2 separate regions of the Danio rerio genome follow, and region 2 is linked to region 1. Evidence: chromatin contacts called from public Hi-C data. All regions are on one chromosome and are shown on one strand. Each heading gives the region's core, a stretch centred on a gene start, on an enhancer-like site or on the middle of the called end of the contact. The rest is flanking DNA. Distances are from core to core; before and after follow the strand shown. Region 1 holds the start of dynll2b (dynein, light chain, LC8-type 2b). Region 2 holds the start of aldocb (aldolase C, fructose-bisphosphate, b).

Evidence for each region. Hi-C and Micro-C count contacts between places; a contact is called where the count stands out from the background.
Region 2: a Hi-C map of hematopoietic stem cells shows a contact between it and region 1, with 2.1 times the contacts expected there. The contact joins the promoter of aldocb here to the promoter of dynll2b in region 1. A contact is called at or near these places in 1 of 18 Hi-C or Micro-C datasets (hematopoietic stem cells) and 1 of 4 datasets of contacts at active chromatin or transcription factors (embryo).

The regions. Positions count from the first base shown.
Region 1 is chr21:42,842,152-42,845,786 of GRCz12tu, forward strand. dynll2b (dynein, light chain, LC8-type 2b) reads right to left here and starts at 1,828. Exons shown (of 3, transcript NM_001030000.2): 1 at 1,730-1,828.
Region 2 is chr21:42,917,276-42,920,734 of GRCz12tu, forward strand. aldocb (aldolase C, fructose-bisphosphate, b) reads right to left here and starts at 1,273. Exons shown (of 9, transcript NM_194384.1): 1 at 1,227-1,273.

The sequences.
Region 1 (3,635 bases), core at 578-3,077:
TAATTTGTTTAATAACCATTACTATTACTGACAAGCCAAATATATAAATTCTGAATGTTCACAAATAGATTATTTCCCCCTTTCATCAGCATACATGATAACTGAAATAAAATCAAGAATATCTGCAAAAATATTGGCCAAACTGATTATCAGATCGTTTAGAGACAATAATTTTGATTGATGAAGCTGTGACAGAGTGGAATTATGGGAGTTGCTGTCTTCAATACATCCTACAATAGTCATGTTGAAATAATATTCATGGATGAGCTAAATGAAGCAGTGTATAGCCTCAATAACAGAGAAAGTGTTTATTTTAAGTAAGAGGCATCTTTTTTTTTAAATGGCTTTGGTGTTAAAATAGTTTTTTATTATAGGTAGCGAGCGTTTTACACTCTGTATATGCACACCAGACACCTTGCATTTTTGATGGAGCGCTCTGTGCGCCTGCAGTTGAAAACACACCCAATGTCATGTGCTCCAGCACCAAAACCGGTTGCTTAGCAACATAAAAAAATGCAGCACACTGCTCTATTCTAAAGTAAACAAAAAAGCAGTGTGGCAAGCCTCGCGTTAAAAATGAGCAGAGCCGAAAATGATGTTTGGTGTGAACGGCCCATGAGGTTGAAAGCTTTCAAAACAAAAAAAGGATGCTGAAGCAATTACTGACGAGAGATGAGCGCAAAGCAGCACAATAACAAATGATTTTTTAATATGCCACAGTCCAGCGCTTTAGATTCTTCTGGTCATGAACATGTGGGGAAGAATCAGCGATCAGTCATACTATATTTATTTTAGGATTCTGTTATAATGTGGCTCTGGGAAGCTTAATATTAAACATATTTAAGTATCTTTGGCGTTTCCCCGTTTTCTACAAAATCAATTAAAAATCGAGGGTGTGTGACATCATAATGTCACTAGTCAAAAGTTTATTTCCCTGAATTTGAACAATCTTCAAAACATATTTGATAAAGTATTCAAGTAACTATATAAGACTGTTCTAGTGTTTTTTGTGTGTGTGTGTGTGTGTGTGTGAATACTGTTATGGTAAAAACTTCTATACTGTGCTTTTAAATTGATATATAAAATAACTAAAGATCTTAAACAGTTACACAGGCATCAAGGTGCTTTAAGTTGTATTGGGCAGAATGAAACTAAATTATGCTGTGAAGTGCAATTAATAATTTACACAGCACAGGTGTCTGCCTTTGATAAGGTCATGGTGAGGGAATCATAGAAGGCTGAGAGAACTATTTGTTGAGAGCTGTGGCCAATTTTACAAAGCAAAAATATGCAACTTTTACCCAAGTACAGTCATGTCAAAATTAAAGAGACTTCGGCTGGATTCAGATCAGTCCATCAGAGCCATACGTTGGTGGTGATGATGATGATGTTCTCCTCACTCAGCATCTGCTCTCAAAGCTCGCTCATGATTGGCAGAATTACGTAACATTTTTCTTCAGACGCCGAGCACTTCTAACTTTCATTGCACGCCACCGCCCTAATTATTCATTCTGAAAAGATTCTCAAAAAATCGACTATTACAACAATGATTTACACGGGGAAGCAGAATTGCTGCAAAGTACAGGTAGCCGCTAGAGCTGCGTCCACGATGCTTCATTTGAATACAGTACCAATAAGTAAACTTCCCCACATTCATGTACATTTTGAAATGCATTATTTTTATTCTCGAGCGATATGGTCATGCATAGTAGGCAAAAACAGTGCTCACCCTCTTTTGATGCTTTTAACACTGGAATACTGTTTAGATAAGGCTTTGAGAGCCGCTGTTCACGCTTGACTTCACTAGCCACTATTTGAGCCGTAACTCAACCCATGCGGCGGCGCTCGTAACTCGCAGCCAACTTCGCGTCACGAAACCTGAGAAAGCCCCGCCCACCGCACTGCACCGGCCTTCTGATTGGCGGACGCCGAGCCTCTCCCCGCGTGTTACGAGCGTTTTCCACTAGCTTCACACTGCCCGCATTTTATTTCGGCCCACAATGCACCTGGGCCCGTCTGGATTCACAGTCCTACATCCTGAGGGCAAAGGTATCGATTCCTGTGAGGTTTAATATTACTCCATTTGTTTACCACACTGTAAAATACAAGGTTGGATGCGATTTAGTGGTTTATGAAAAGGATTTCCTTATGTTGATTGCTCACATTTGTGAACTGACCAATTTTATTACTTCTTAGTTTGACACAACTGCCAATTAGTCTAAATGAAAAAAAAAAATCGTTCTATATAGTAAAATACTTCTGACTGCCCACATTTTAGATGTTATCATGGGCAAATGTTAAATACATTTTCCTTACTGTAATTAACCAACAGCAGCTTCACCATTTATGCAAGTTATATTCTTGCAAACTAGTCTACAAAGACAAAATAAAAGATACTTATTATTTAACAATTATTAAATTATTTACACTACAGGTCAGAGTACACTAAATAAATCGCATTTTTTTCATGTCATACATTTACAATAATTTCCAGTACCAACTAAAATGTCAGTGTGAACTGCTTATGTACTTAAAAAAATCTGCCATGCATGTATACAGTGCTCAGCATAATTCATTTCACCCCATTTTGAAAATTAATATTTTTATCCATCTCTCAGTGAATTTGCGCAGTGTATTTTGGTGCATTAAAAAAAAACAGATTTACTAAACATATTTATTAAAACAATATTTGTCGCCAAACATATTTACAAAATGAAAGATAATACAATTAAATATCAAGCTAACTATTTAAAAAATAATTTACAAACTATAAAATTTCAACAACATTTTTTGCTTCTAATGATTTTTTAAAATCCTTTTAAAATATGTATCAAATATTTTATTATAATATCTAAATTTGGGTGCACTAGCTTTTGGACCATTATCGCAGGTTATTTTGTTAGATAAGCTCCAAATTTGGCGTCAGTACTGACTAATCTATATATGCACAAATATAATATTGTATAACTTCATATTAAAAATATGAATTGAAAAGATAGATTTATGAGAGGTGTACTTTACATGCTGAGAAAGGTATGTGTATAAATACCACTGATCATGCTGTAAAATGCCAAACAATCTTCCTTTTAATTCTTTATAGTTTGACACTATCCTACAAACCATTACACAAACTTTTGTTAGCAAGATGTTCTTAATCATTAAAACATAATACAATTGTCATGTTTGATCAGAATAAAGATGCTTTTTTTTTACATAACCACATCTGTTACAGCTTAATGAGAATACAACGCAAGAGAAATCATGAAGTAGACACTTGCATCAACATGTAAAATAGCTTTATAAATTAAAGAGGCTCATAGCCAGCCTGGTGAAAGGAGTTTTTTTTTTCTTCTTAAAAAGTGGACCTTTTGCAGACATTCACCTCATTTTATATTCAATAATGAGATTTTTAATACTGCATTTTAAGCACTATTTTTAGCTGAATTAGCTTGTTGGATTTCTGATGTGCCTAAAGATTCAAAATAAAGAAATATGAAAGCAGTACTTATTTTTAAAATACAAATGTATTGCATCATATATCATTAGGAAAAAAAGGACACGCCAGCACAGCACATTAATTATTCCTCAGTCAGAATTTGGGTTGTTGAATTTGGCGTAGGGAGTCATGCAGTGCC
Region 2 (3,459 bases), core at 23-2,522, 75 kb after region 1:
TAAAAAAAACCCAATAATAAGCTCCACAAATGTCATATAATCTTCAAAAAAAAATAGCATTGGAAAATTCAACGACATCAAAAAATACAAAGAAAAAAAAAACACAATAGAGAAGGTCAAATTAGCCAAGTACACAATTTAGAGGACTGTACATCCTGGGCTTAGTCTTCATCATCAGCTTAGTTCGTCTAACCTTGAGCAACACTACACGCGCATGTACCTGCGGTGTCCTGAGTGAGGAGAGACACCATCTTCAGCACGTCTACACGACGCAACAGGAAGATGATGATGATGATGGTCAGCGCGTGATTCAGTAGAAACCTTCTTCCACGCGATGACGCAACGCGAGCGAGCGTTCTAGTTGCGTAGCAGTAAAATTAGAATGTAAACGCGACCGATGGGGACATTTGACATAAAAAAATATCTCTGACACACCTTCATTTAGATGTGCGTCATTTTAATATGATTTCCGGACATCCTCCTATGTAGTAAGGATGCATTTAAAACATTTAAAGAACATAATATTAGCACATCTCAGCTAGGCTAAAGCTATAACGTTAGTGATGAGGGAAATGACTACGTGCGGATCAGCCACACTCCCTTCAGTAGACATCTGCCGCATCCGAGATGCTGTATCGATCTCTATAGATGCATATGAGGCCGTTATTAGCATTTTTAGTGAAGTAAACAGTGTAACAATGGGTTCGGCTTGCCAGTTTTCTGTTAGCCGTTTTCTAAACAAACATACGGAAAAGGATGAGGATGATGATGTAATGAGTCTTCACCCCTGCTCAGGGTGACATTGAATGTCATGAATGTCAACATTATGATGTTTATCTCTTTATGTAGGACTTTTTTAAAAGTATAAACCTTAAATATGAATATTTTACAGATAAATTACGAAACTAGAACATGTTTATGTTATGGATGTGTCTGATGTAACGTTAAACACTTGTTTAAGTTTTATTCAGACTGTGATGGAGGCCTTATCAGACAACCACCTGTCGGATGATACGTATTAACTTTAATATTTGATATCTGGCACATAAGATTTGTTCCACTGCTGAAACTTCATACAATAAATAAAATTTTAAACGAATTAAAAATATTTAACCTCATTTAAATGATTGTTTACAAAACAGTGAAATGACAAGTCATTCAAACTAAGCTACATTATTCCCATAATTGTGTATATTTAGTTATAAATGAAGAATTCAATATCTTACCTGCTTAGGAGAGAGAGAGGGATGTAAAAGCTGCACTGCTGTCGAAAGCCTCCCGTTACAATGCCGCAACGCAACGTGACCGCTTAGAAAAATCAACCCACATATGGGGCGTGGCTTTGGTCACGACCTTCTTGTAATAACGTTGAATATTCATGAACCTTTAAAGTGACCTGGCTCGAGTCGAGCGTCACTGCTAGCGTCAACATCACATCGGACGAGGTGTGTTGTACTAGCACGTAGGCCTTTGAGAGTCAAATTAAAAACGCAGCTAGTTATTCTGAGCAAAATGTAGATGAATATTTGCATAACTATTTTACCTTTGGAAAAACATGCAATATTTATTTACACAAACCTAAGAAATAAGGGTTATATAAAAACAAAAGGTTCCTTGTACTAATGAAAAAGTGTTTTAGAAATATTTTGTACATAAATAACTATTTTATTTATTATTACAACCTATATAACATAAATATGAGAGAGATTGTTAACGAATAATGGAAGATGCTAATATTGCAGTATTTTGCAATTAGAAATAACAACATAATCGCAATATTAATAAACACACATTTTACTGCATTGTTTCCCTTTTCTTTAGTTAGTATTTAATAAAGGATCCCTGGTGTCAGGCAATCTAGGTGTAAAACAAGAAAGGACATTTTAGGAAGGTTATTCGTGCATACATGGGCATTGGTCCAAACAGGCCCTCAGCAGGGCTTACAATAACAGCAGGAACAATAAAGCCAATAGGAAAATGATTACAGCACATAACCACAGTTCACTTCCCAGAGTATCCTTTAAGCCCAAAGTATGCTTCAGTCTTTATGCTAATGCTAGGATGAGTACAGCGATGCTAATGTTATTATAAGCATGCGTGCAGTAGGGGATGCATGCAGTTTTTACAGTCTTTGAGTAGGGGTCGATCATGATAATTAAAGTATGTGTTTTTGTGCCAGTACAATGACTGCATTGGACCTGTCATGGAAATAATTATTTGGGATAGTTTAAAAGGGGTAGTTCACCCAAAAAGGAAAATTTTCTTACCATTTTCTCACACTCAAGTGATTATAAACTTGAATTAATTTCTTCTGTAAAATCCCAAAAAGATATTCTGAAATGGTGGTGAAAAAGCAGCCATATTAACATCCACAGTAGGAATAAAAACGAGTGTGGAAGTCAAAGGCAACTATCGCTTTAATGAGTGCTTCATTCATTCACATGACTGGTTTATAACCACTGATACATTTAAAAACAAAACAAGTACGTACTTGTTTAAAGAACTGCAAATTTCCCTGCTATTTATCTTATTCTTTCACATAAGCCATTGGAACCTGATTGCCTCAATACTTCTGGTCTCATTCACTTCCATTGATTTTTTAGTTCTTGTAAAAACAGCTTGTTATGCTTCATGATGTTGCAAACTTCATTCATTCTTTTTTCCTCGGCTTAGTCTCTATTTCAGAGGTCATCACAGTGGAATGAATCGTCAACTATTCTAGCGTATGTTTTACATACATCTTTCAGACGCAACCCAGTATTGGGAAACACCCGTACACACTCATTCATACACTACGGCCAAATTAGTTTATTCAATTCACCTATACTGCATGTTTTTGGACTGTGGGGAAAACCGGAGCACCAGAAGGAAACCCACGTGAACATAGGAAAAACATGCGAACTCCACACTGAAATGCCAACTGGTTCTTCGACCTTCTTGCTATGAGGCGACAGTGCTAACCACTGAGTACCGTGCCACTCTGTTGCAAACTTGTAATTTTTAGTTCATTCATTCATTTTCTTTTCAGCTTAGTCACTTTATTAATCCGGGGTCGCCACAGCGGAATGAACCGCCAACTTATCCAGCATGTGTTCTATGCAGCGGATGCCCTTTCAGCTGCAACCCATCTCTGGGAAACATCCATACACACTCATACACACACTACGTGAAGTTTATGTATAAACAAATTTCGAGAGGATCACGTGCTTATGATTGCTAGCGGCTGGATCCACATTATCCAATTCACTATGCTCCAATCAGACGACTCCTAAACTACTATAAATACCCTGGGTTTCATTCCACTGCTATCTTCGTTTTGAAGGGTCCCCCCTTCCTCCCCTACTCCTCCTTCTTAGACGGGTGACACGGTGGCCCAGTGCGTAGCACTGTCGCCTCACAGCAAGAATGTCTCTGGTTCCTGGCTTTACCAAACTAGCAGACATTTCTGTGTGGAGTTTG